Regions from separate parts of the Zea mays genome. Here region 2 is linked to region 1. Evidence: chromatin contacts called from public Hi-C data. All regions are on one chromosome and are shown on one strand. Each heading gives the region's core, a stretch centred on a gene start, on an enhancer-like site or on the middle of the called end of the contact. The rest is flanking DNA. Distances are from core to core; before and after follow the strand shown.

What was found. A called contact is a pair of places that touch in the nucleus more often than the background predicts.
Region 2: a Hi-C map of tassel shows a contact between it and region 1, with 2.2 times the contacts expected there. The contact joins the promoter of LOC100272758 here to the promoter of LOC100283386 in region 1. A contact is called at or near these places in 6 of 25 Hi-C or Micro-C datasets (bundle sheath, ear, endosperm and 2 more).

Annotation. Positions count from the first base shown.
Region 1 is chr10:111,182,357-111,188,519 of Zm-B73-REFERENCE-NAM-5.0, reverse strand. LOC100283386 reads left to right here and starts at 4,848. Exons shown (of 3, transcript NM_001367102.1): 1 at 4,848-5,197; 2 at 5,284-5,452; 3 at 5,554-6,163. The coding sequence starts at 4,953.
Region 2 is chr10:111,354,205-111,360,269 of Zm-B73-REFERENCE-NAM-5.0, reverse strand. LOC100272758 reads left to right here and starts at 4,765. Exons shown (of 2, transcript NM_001319979.1): 1 at 4,765-5,519. The coding sequence starts at 5,067.

The DNA.
Region 1 (6,163 bases), core at 3,599-6,098:
CCGGAACAAAACGCAACCGAGAAAGGCTGGTCCCCTTGCAAAAACGTGCGACAAAAGCCTCCAAGCGAGTGTTAACACTCCCTTCGAGGCTCGGGGGCTACTGTCGGGGACCATAATTAGGGGTACCCTCAAGGCTCCTAATTCTCAGCTGGTAACCCCCATCAGCACAAAGCTGCAAAGGCCTGATGGGTGCGATTAAGTCAGGGATCGGTCCATTCGAGGGACTCGATCACGCCTCGCCCGAGCCTAGCCTCGGGCAAGGGCAGCCGACCCCGGAGGATCTCCGTCTCGCCCGAGGCCCCCTCCAGCGACGAACATACTTCCGGCTTGCCCGATACCTTGTCTTCGCCAAGAAGCAACCCTGACCAAATCGTCGTGCCGACCGACCAAATCGCAGGAGCATTTAATGCAAAGGTGGCCTGACACCTTTATCCTGACGTGCGCCCTTCAGTCAACAGAGCCGAAGTGACTGCAGTCACTTCGTCGCTCCACTGACCGACCTGACAGAAGGACAGCGCCGCCTGTGCCGCGCCGACTGCAGTGCCACTTGACAGAGTAAGGCTGACAGGCAGTCAGGCCCGACCTCAGGCACCATAGGAAGCTCCGCTCCGCCCGACCCAAGGCTCGGACTCGGGCTAAGCTCCGAAAGACGGCGAACTCCGCTCCGCCCGACCCAGGGCTCGGACTCGGGCTAAGCCTCGGAAGACGGCGAACTCCGCTCCGCCCGACCCAGGGCTCGGACTTGGGCTAAGCCCCAGAAGACGGCGAACTCCGCTCCGCCCGACCCAGGGCTCGGACTCGGGCTAAGCCCCGGAAGACGGCGAACTCCGCTCCGCCCGACCCAGGGCTCGGACTCGGGCTAAGCCCCGGAAGACGGCGAACTCCGCTTCGCCCGACCTAGGGCTCGGATTTGGGCTAAGCCCGGAAGACGGCGAACTCCGCACCGCCCGACCCAGGGCTCAGACTTGGGCTCAGCCCCAGAAGACGACGAACTCCGCTTCGCCCGACCCCAGGGCTCGGACTCAGCCCTGGCCTCAGCCGACGGTCTCCGCCTCGCCCGACCCAGGGGCTCGGACTTGACCACGGCCACGGAAGACATACTCGACCTTGACCTCGGAGGAGCCTCCACATCGCCCAACCTAGGGCGCGGACCGACCACGTCGACAGGAAGCGCCATCATTACCCTACCCCAAGCTGACTCAGGCTACGGGGAACAAGACCGGCGTCCCATCTGGCTCGCTCCGCCAGATAGGCAATGATGGCGCCCCGCACGCTCTGTGACGACGGCGGCTCTCAGCCCCCTTACGGAAGCAAGAGGACGTCAGCAAGGACTCGACAGCCCCGACAGCTGTCCTTCCGCCAGGCTCCAGCGCTCCTCCGACGGCCACGACACCACACGATTCGGGTGCCAAAACCTCTCCGGCTGCCACGACGGCATGTACTTAGGGCGCTAGCTCTCCTCCGCTAGACACGTAGCACTCTGCTACATCCCCCATTGTACACCTGGATCCTCTCCTTACGCCTATAAAAGGAAGGACCAGGGCCCTCTTACAGAAGGTTGGCCGCGCGGTTACGAGGACGAGACAGGCGCTCGCGTGAGGCCGCTCGCTCCCTCTCCCGCGTGGACGCTTGTAACCCCCTACTGCAAGCGCACCCGACCTGGGCGCGGGACGAACACGAAGGCCGCGGGATTTCCACCTCTCTCACGCCCATCTCCGGCCACCTCTCTTCCCCCCTTCGCGCTCGGCCTCGCGCCGACCCATCTGGGCTGGGGCACGCGGCGACATTTCACTCGTCGGCCCAGAGACCCCCCGGTCTCGAAACGCCGACAAATAATCATAATAATAATCATAATCACGTGCCTAGCCTGCAGGAGTAAATTAAAGGATCGTTGTATTATTTTTTTCTTTTTTTTACTTTGCTGAAGCTTTGAGCAAATGTTAGGTGTTGAAGAAGGGTGTAATAGGGATTGAGAGGGGGGTTAATTTGCAAAAGTACGATTAGGAGCGGGAGGTTAAGTGCGTGCAAAATTATCTAATCTAATCCCCTGCGTCCCCTTGGATCAACGTCATGTGATCCAGATTCCAGATTAGAAGCCTGCGTGGTTGCATGCAGAGATTAGTTTACACTAGATACGTTGCCGAATACCAGCACGCTATCGGAATTTGGCTCTTTACCGAGTACCAAATATTCGGGCACTCGGCAAAGAAGCTATTTACCGAGTGCCACGCAAAAAACACTCGATAAAAGAAAACACTCAGCGAAAAAGCTTTTTGTCGAGTATTTTGTTTTTGACACTCGGTAAAGAGTTTCTTTGACGAGTGTAAAAAATATAACACTCGGCAAAGACAATTTAAAATCACATTTTAAAGCAGTAAATTAATTCAAATGAAAAAGTTTTCAACTACAAATTTGTATAACTCATCATGATGTACAATTTATACTTGGAACATTTCTTCATATGACAAGATAAAAATAAATTTGTTCATAAAACATATTTCTCTCTCGTAGTTTATAAAACTACGAGAGAGATGTATAGAATTTGTGCATATTGTTAGAACTATCATGTGAGATGAACAAATGACCAAACAACTAAAATAAATTTTGTAGATCTTGAGAAGTTATAGAATTCTTTGTCGAGTATTCTTTGCCGAGAAGTTATAGAATTTGACGAGTGTAAAATAGTCTTTGCCGAGTGTCTTAAACACTCGGCAAAGAACACGATTCCGGTAGTGGCATGTTCTATCAAAACTGATCTACGTTGGCTCGGACCAACCCAACCCAATTCGATGTTTGACACCTTGTCAGTTTTCTCCCCTAGCTTCAAAATGTCTCGCTGTACTCTCCGTTAGTATTTCTATAGGCTCAGCGCGTATTTATTAGCAAGAAAACTGTGGATAGTTAGCTAGCTGCTTCCTCCCATCAATCAAAGATGACGATTTCAATCATGACTGTTTATGAGAGCTGTTTCCCTCTGTTGTAGGGTTAGTTTAAACAATTACTTTGTATTTAAGAGCATGTTAACCAACAGATCAACAAACTTAAACATGGGCGCGATACGAAATAATAATATGTCAGGTAAGTTCTCACCGAACAGTAGCTGTCAACTAATAACCAGCCAAATCACATATGCATGGTAGACCTCTTTACTAGGGCTAGTTTGGGAGTCACAAAACTGGAGAGAATTAGAGAGGCTAAAATTATTCTCTTATTCAAAGTTGAATAAGGAGGGGATTTAGTCCCTCCAATCTTCTTCGGTATTTGAACTTTCAAACTAGTCCTTAGTGTCGCACTGTCGCGCGCGCGTCTCCTTACCCGGCCCGGGAAACTTGTGGCAATGGTGCCAAATGGCGTAACCTAAGCCAAACCTCGCGCTCTCCCTTGCGCTGGAACGTCGTCGTGTAAGACATCTCTATCCTTGTCTGAAAGCATCATCGCATACATTCATACACGCGGCCATCATCGTCATTGCATTGGGGGCGTAAAACCAGGTTGGCTAATTAATCAAAAATCAGTAGTAAGACCCACACCGATGTGATATGCGCTCAATTAAGCAACCATTTCCTTGGAGCCAAAACCATCGCCGCGGCAGGCCGGCCGGCTGGTTAATTTATGTCACGTACGGAGGGGTGGCACCAAATTAATTAGGCAGCCAACAAAGCTTCAATTGGTAGCAAGATACCACCACCGGTCACAATAATCCAAGCAAGGAAGCAAGGCTTTTTTTGTTGTCGTGCCAACCCCCAGCCCGCAAATCGCAGGCACCCTATGTGCGTGCTGCATGCCGCAGCCTTGCATATGCATGCCATGTTGGTGCCATGCCAAAACTATCTGAGCAAGCTCCATGTCCATGTCACCAACCCTAGCTATATATGTGACTGCTGGTGGTGTTACCAAACCAACCATATATATCAGGACAGAAGGAACAAACCTCTGATGGCCCCCACGCTCTCTCTCTCTCTTTCCCTCCTTTGTCATCTGGGACTGGGAAATAAGACCATCAACGAATAAATAAACCAAGCAAAGCCAAGCCAAGAAGAATGCAAATCACTATATACATCTTTAAAGTGTGAGTTTCGCCGTGCGTCGCTTCCTCGTGAGCTCAACGAGAGTCGTATGAGGATATATCGCGATATAGCTGAATATATTAAGCTAAACAACGTAACTTTTTGCTGCTAAAAAGGATATATCAGGATATATCGACCATTAGAGCTAGCTATTAAAAACCTTGCTTCTAACCACTTCAGCTAGTGTTAGTTTGTTCTATATAAATGATAAATACTATAAATATTCCATTAGCTGCTTTGATGCGTGACAGGAGAGAGAGAAAAGAAGAAATTTAAGGCTGTCAAAGATATAGCACACACTAACCAGAATCATTAATGGGCCCAACCATCAGTGCCCCCACCACCTCTGGTTTGTCCACTCTCTCTCTCTCTCTTTAAAATTGAAGGAAATTGGAACGAAAGAAAAAAAACAAATATTTGCTTCAAAAGCTGAGCGAGGAGGAGAGAGGAAAAGATGATGAGAGGAGAGAGAGAGTGGGGCAAAAAAAACGACAGGAGAGAGAGAAAGTGTGGAGGGAGTATCAAGAAAGGAGAGGCTTTGCGTCCAAGCGTGCTCCCCTTGAAGCAACCCTCCTCCGGTCAGCGGCGCTGTTGACCGTGTGCAGGCGCGGCGCCAGCGCCACACCTCCAAATCCAATCTCGCAACGGAACGGAGTGAGTGGAGAACGGCTCTTCCCTTCCTCGCACGTCGCACCCCACGAGGCCACGACCCTGTCCTCCTCATCGCCCGCCTTGCATTGGGCCTCCTATATATGGCTGCCCCTCCTCTCCACCCTCGCCATTACGGACACACGGGCACCCCGTCTCCTCTTCTTTCTCTGTGTCTCTGTCTCCTCACCAAAGAACCGCAACTAGGAACGGCTCGCCACAGAAGAACGTACGGCTATGAAGACGAGGCGCGGTGCCTGCTACTCCTGCCATGCGGCGCCGGGCGAGGGCCCGGAGGTGCAACGCCGGAAGAGGCGCAGGACGGCGGCCGAGGCATCGCCGGCGGCTGCCGAAGATCCAGGTGTCCGCCTGGGCGCCAGAGACATGTTCGAGGATCTGCCCGACGATCTCGTCGTCTCCATACTGAGGGACGTCGCCGCGTCCGCCGGCTCGCCGGCCGATCTCGCCGGCGCCATGCTCACGTACGTACGTCCAGTATATCGCGCCTGTCTTCTGGTGCCCGGTGCTTGGATTTGTAACCTGGATGTGTGTTCGCGCGTGTGTGCAGGTGCAAGAGATTCAGGGAGCTAGTAGCGCGGAGCAAGGTGGTGGTGCTCGCGCGGGCGTCGCCGCGGTGCCTCTCGGTGCGCGCCAAGGCCTGGTCGGACGAGGCGCACCGGTTCCTGCAGCGCTGCGCCGACGCCGGCAACCTCGAAGCCTGCTACCTTCTCGGCATGGTGAGGACAAAGAATCGTCTGTGGCGCCTTGACGCTAGCTAGACGTCGGGAGGGATCGATCGCGCTGACGAAGCTGATATATGGTGGGTGGGTGCATGCAGATTCGGTTCTACTGCCTGGGGAGCCGCGGCTCGGGCGCGGCGCTGATGGCGGCGGCGGCGGTGGGCGGGCACCGCGAGGCGCTGTACTCGCTGGCCGTGATCCAGTTCAACGGCAGCGGCGGCGGGAAGGACGACCGCGACCTCCGCGCCGGAGCCGCGCTGTGCGCGCGCGCGGCGGCGCGGGGCCACGTGGACGCGCTCCGCGAGCTGGGGCACTGCCTGCAGGACGGCTACGGCGTGCGCCGGTCCGTGCTGGACGGGCGGCGCCTCCTCATCCAGGCGAACGCGCGCGAGCTCGCGGCCGCCTCGGTGGCGCACCCGTGCCTCCTCATGAGCGACCTGGGGTGCCGCGCCGGCGAGGCGCACGCGGCCAACCGGTTCCTGGTGGACTGGTTCGCGTCGCGGCCGCTGGGCTTGACGCCCGGCGGCAACGGCAACGGCAGCGCCGGGACGGCGGGCTCGCCGGAGGAGGACGGCGTTGGCGGTCTCCGGCTGTGCTCGCAGGCGCTGTGCGGGCGGCCCGAGACGCGGCGGCACGAGTTCAGGCGGTGCTCGGTGTGCGGCGTGGTGAACTACTGCTCCCGCGCGTGCCAGGCGCTGCACTGGAGGA
Region 2 (6,065 bases), core at 3,516-6,015, 170 kb before region 1:
CTAGAGGAGTAGGATGGTGTGGCGCTGTGCTGGGGCTGCGTCGACCTCCTCGCGGCAGTCATACGTCACCACTACACGTTGGCCGACCCACGCAAGGCACTGCAAACTCGCTCATGTCCGTCGTCGTGGCGCTACACCTTCTCATGATCGCCCACAGCCAACCGCAGCTCGCGATGCCCGCCACGCTCTAGGACGTGGACGAGCCGCCTGCTTCCTCCTCACTGCCACACTCCTCGTCGCACATCAGTTTCAGTTGTTTCCATATTTTGACTCCGGATTTGTAACTTCCTCGCCGCCTCACTGGCCACTACTAGCTTCCACACCACCCGCTCCCATTCCCGCATTATAGGCATGCTTGGTTCACTACCTCTGTCACACTTTGCCTAACTTTTCTGCCTAAAGTTAGTTATTCAATTCGAACGACTAACCTTAGGCAAAGTGTGACACATTTAGCCACAAACCAAACATGCCCTATGTCTACGGGCCTAGGCTCGGGGCCTGTGAGCTTGTTCGGTTAGAGATGAATTGAATCTCTTTTTATTCAAAATTGTATAGGAAGAGATTTGATCTCTTCAATCTTCTTTAATCCAGATGCAATCGAACAAGACCTACGATGGGTACCTGCCGAGATCACTGTAGCTCTACTACACGCAGAACGATCCGCCCCTGGCATCCGTCGCTGTTGAGCAGCGTGACATGTTAAGTTTTCGTGTTCCTGTGAGCCAACGACGATCGTACGATTCCAATAAAAATCAAAATCTAATGGCTATGATGGATAAAAAAGCTAAATCGTTTATAGTATACTAGTTAGGTGCCCATACAATAGTACGGTCTCTCTCTCACTCTCTCTCTATATATATGTAGCCTTTGGCCACTAGGGCTCAGGCCCTACTCTTGGGTCGAAATATTGCTAGGGATCCGCTCAGAAAAACGTATACAATAGCACTTGTCTTCCTAGCCCAGCGTGTAAGTGCGATCGTCGTGACTCTTCCCGTTGGTGCCTCACTCGTCACTCCGTGGGTCGTGGCTAGGGTTTCGTGGTGATTGGTGAGAGCAGCTGAGAGGGGCAGCAGGCCACGACGGTCACGACACCATACCCCACGCGGCCCACAACCACGCAGTAGCCAGCAGGCGACGCAGACGAACAGCGCGCATGCAGGGGCGCAGGAGGCGTCATGTGTGCTACGCGGCAAGCAAGTGAGCGGCGCGGTGGCCAACGGCCACGCGCGGGCAGGGACTCTGGGCGCAGGAGGCGGCATAGAGCGTGCGCACAAGCTAGACGCATGGCACAAGCTATAGCGACCAGGCCGCCAGGGGCTGCTTGCTTGCTTCCAAGGGTAGTAGGGCGAGGTGCCGTGGAATTAGATCCTCTATGTCTCTATTGAAGTAGTGACTTGGTGTTGGTGAGCCTCTCTTTCCCCTTCCTGGGTTGAGTGAGTTCCTACTATGTGGTGCTTAATTGAGTGAGCAACCCAATTGTTGGGGGCCTTCTTCTTCCGAAGGTCCTTAAAAACTTAACTAACCTATTTTTAGTATAACAGACGGTTTCAGGAAGCTTCGGCTGTAAGATGAATGCATGCATAATATGAAGGTGCAGTCTGAACAAAGGACAAGCTAGCTCCGAAACTGTGGCTGAAGGAGCTTCGGCTCAGCACGATTGACGATGGTGAAAGGATAAACCGACTTAAAGGGGAAAAGACTGTTTAATCCTCGATAGCTTGCCTTAGGGTTAACAGTAAATGTCAAGGACTTGAATGTAATTTCATCCAGGCTGCGTCCTGTGCCTATAAATAGATGAACAGTAACACCATACTGTTCACGCTGACTTATAATCATTCACGCATCACTCCTGGTTTTTCACCTTCTGTCAAGCCAAAGGTACAAATATAATTTAAATATCGTTGATGTTTATTCATGATTAAATAATAAGGATATGAATAGTCTAATTAGTTGAAATGATTATTCATGTTCCCTTCACGTTTCATATATCTCTGTTTATATCTTTGCTTATTGAAATGATGAAGGTACGTCATTCATGACCTTCGTCCGAAGATCATTATATCATAAGGAAGATAATGTTACGAAAGACGAAGATCTTTAACCATTAACACTTGTGTTGTCTTGTTCTTGATTCATAGCATTTGAAAACAAGTGACCAACACCAATCAATTGATCATTGATCATTGAGTCAAAGATATATCATTTTCTTATATATAGGTAACTAAGTAACCACTTGTTTAAGTCAATTTTACATTAAATTGTAATTATTGGGTTCAAATAAAGTTTATATGTGCTATTATCTATACATTTGCATGGTTTAAAAAATTGTAGCTGCATAAATATTTTTTAGTGTGACCCTACCCTTATCAAGATCCTGGCTCCACCACTGATCGCAATTGTATCGGCAGATGCAGTCCACATATCGGCCGTGCTTATCCGAGTATGTCACGATTATGGACCTCCTAATGGCAAGTTTTGGATAAGCATCTCTCACCAACTCTTTGCCAAAGAAAAGGGAAGGTGTCGAAGAAGCAGCTGTCAAGTGCAAGCTGATATGAGAGTAGTACACAATTGCATATAGTATAGCTCATAGCCTCTTGACACATGACACCGGGTCCACGTCCAGGTTTACCTTTTCGAGCTAGTTTGAGAGCCATAAGAAGGGATTGAAGGACTAAAATCCACTTTATAGCTAGTTTGAGAGTCATAAAATTGAAGGAGATTGCAGGGCCTAGAATCCTTTTCTTTAGAAGCCACAAAACCGGAGGGGATTTGAGGGGCTAGAATTTGAATAAGAAGTGGATTCTAGCCCCTCCAATCTCCTCCAGTTCTGTGACTCCCAAACTAAGCTTCAAATTGAATAAGAAGTGAATTTTAGCACCTCCAATCATCTTCGATATTTTAGCTCCAAACTAGTCCTTCGTGTGCAAGGTGGTTGAGTTAATTACTCCGGCAGTGAACGAAGCAGCATTTGTAATTAAGCCTACATCCACTGTGATGATGGGATCATCGAGAGATGAGGCCATGCATGCACAGTTCATTTGTCAAATGATCGACTTAGGGTATGTATAGTGGTGATTAATATAGAGGCTCTTGAGATGTTTAAAGAGATTAATTGCGAAAATTCGTGGAGCCATCTCTCCGTAAAGAGACGCATTTGCCTCGTAACCCAAATAGCAACAGACGTCTCACCTCCCACTGTACTAATTCGTTGTCTGGTCTATCGATCCGATGTTGTACACACACATTTACTTCTGTATTTATTAATAGACTATATTTATATACACTCCATTGTATAATGAAGTCTCTTACCGTGTGATTGGATGCATGGGCGTGCGTAGCCAAGCTCGCATGAGCATGTTTCACTGAGTACGACTAATTTCTACGTATCTGTGGATCTAGACAAATTCTAAATTGCATCGGTGCGTGCGTGCCAGTAAGACTAGATGCAGCGAACCAAACACAGGTCGAGTCGTGGTCAATACATGTGGAGAGTCTGACTCTTCATATGCGGGCAACCAAACACACGATTAGTTATATCTTGTATTTGGAGAACCGTTTTGCTGTCTCTCTGCTATACATGCCTTAGAGCTGGTGTTAGGTACTATAGAGTTCCATGTTAATTTGATGCACATGTCGACACTCGGCAACAACTACTCGATGTCAGATGTCAGATTTGTGGTCGTGCGCTGCTGCTTCTTTTGGTGACTTGAAAGCAACACGAGCAGTTTTTATCAATTTTTTATCAACTCATTATAGAGGTCCCTACATCATTTTTATTAACTGCGGTTAAATGTACATTTTTTATATTGTTACATTGTTACTCAAAGTTGACTGTTATTACATGTTTCCAATCCAAAGTCTAAAGGAATCGGCCATATAGTTTGTTTGAGTTTGTAGTATATGAGGAGCATCTCTTTTTATGGTCTTTTTGCAACCCCAAGATGTGGGGATGTGTTACAGGTTTTTATCATATATTTGTACCATGCAATATAATGAAGCATAACCCCTTTTATTTGTTAGATTGAACTTCTTTGCCGGATGTAGTGTGATTTCAATTGACACTACACGACAGTTGATCTTTAGCGACCCTTATTAGATACCAACTGTTGGTTGCTAAAGGTTAGGGGGCGACGATCAGTCGCTAAATCCTTTTGTAGCAACGGTCGGTAGGTCGCTAAAAGTCTAAAAATTTAACAACTTATGGTTGGTCGCTATAGATGTCTTTGGGGACTAGCGGTGGGTCGCTATAGAGCAAGGATCACTATCAAATCTTATAGCCTGAACGTGCCTGTAGATGTTAGTGACTAAAAATTAATTAAAACAATTAAACATTGATCGCTAAATTGTAGTAAAGAAAAAAGAATTGTAGAAAAGAAAAAAAGAATTATGGAAAAGAAAACGAATTGTAAAAAAGGATTTTTAAGGTTTTGAACCTTGAATCTGTTTGACTCAATTTTTAAGGTTAATCATTTTGTATATAATTATTTGCAAAAATCTCACTTTTATTGTTTTATTGTGACACACGGTTGATTTAAATGGAATCTATTCGAAAATTATGTATTTTATTTATAAACTATTATTTTTGGGATTTATTATAATTTTTAGAGAGTATATATATTTTTTGTTACAGTAAAAAGGAAATTCGAAAAAAGAAAAAAAACACAAACCCTATCCTAATCGGCCCACTAGGGGCCCAACACCTAACCCTAGCGCGCGCCCTGGCTCCTCCCTGTGGCCGCCGCCTCCTACTTCCTCTCCCTCAGCCGCCACCCACTCTCTCCTCTTCCCTCTCTCTGCACCGACTTCTGCGGCAGCGGCGGCGACGCCATGGGCCCGGTGGGCTTGGCCGCCGTCCTGTGCTACGGGGACACCGTGACGCAGCTCCACATCGTGGGCGCCGCGGGCGCGGGCGCACCGCCTCTGCCCAGGAACTTCTCCATCGGGGTCGTGGTCACAACGCTGTCCAGGCTCCCCGACCTCAAGGTGCTCACGCTGTCCGGGCTCGAGCTCTGGGCCCGCTGCCGGGCAAGCTCGGTCGCCTCGCGTCGCTGGAGATCGTCAACATGAGCGGCAACTATCTCTTCGGCGAGGTCCTGCGGGGCGTGTCGCGCCTCGCCGGTCTCCAGACACTGGTCCTCGATGACAACATGCTGGGCGGTGAGGTGCCGACCTGGATCGGCGCCCAGCCGTCGCTGGCCGTCCTGAGCCTGCGGAACAACACGTTCCAGGGCGTCGTGCCGGAGTCCCTGGGAAGCGCCCCCTCGCTGCGGTCGCTCGTTCTCGCGTCCAACAACCTGTCCGGGAACCTGCCGGACATGAGCCAGCAGGCCAACCTCCAGGTGCTCGACGTCGGCGGCAACTCGCTCGAGCCGGCGTTCCCCAAGCTCGGGAGGAAGGTGGTCACCGTGGTCCTGGCTAGGAACCGGTTCGTCGCCTTCCTCCAGAACCCGCAGCTCGTGCAGGAGTTCAGGCCCGACAAACAGTACAACATCCACATGCTCCAGGAGCGATATCAGGTCCGGGTTCCCCCCTACTCCCTCTGCTCAAGTCCCGTTTTTGAGACATGTATACTTTGGTTGGCTAGGCATGCGGGTTTGTGGATTTCCGTGTTTATTAGATGTTGTTATGAAATTATGAGGTTGTGCGGTCATTAAAAAGTCTCAAATTGATTTGCTCATACATCGGAGCAATCTTAGGGGCTAGGTGTTTAGTTAGCATATGATTTGGTCCTAGTTGTACACTATGTTGCGAGGAATCTTGAATTGGCTGAATGGTGACTTTAGCTCCCATATTATGGTAAGTAGATTGTGAGATGTGTTTTATTGGCACTATCTATAATTTAGTATGTTATAGGCATTTTAGCACATGTGTCCTAGAATATAGACATATGTAGTTCTTCCTATTATCTTAGTTGATTCCCTTGTATCTTATAGTCCAAAAAGTGATTTCGCCATTGTGGCTAGTTCAGGTTTATGTTCTTTCAACTCTAGCAAGGGACAATTCACAGTGAGAGTTTTCTCTGCTGGATCACTGTAGGGAAAGGACAATGCATATTAAATAGG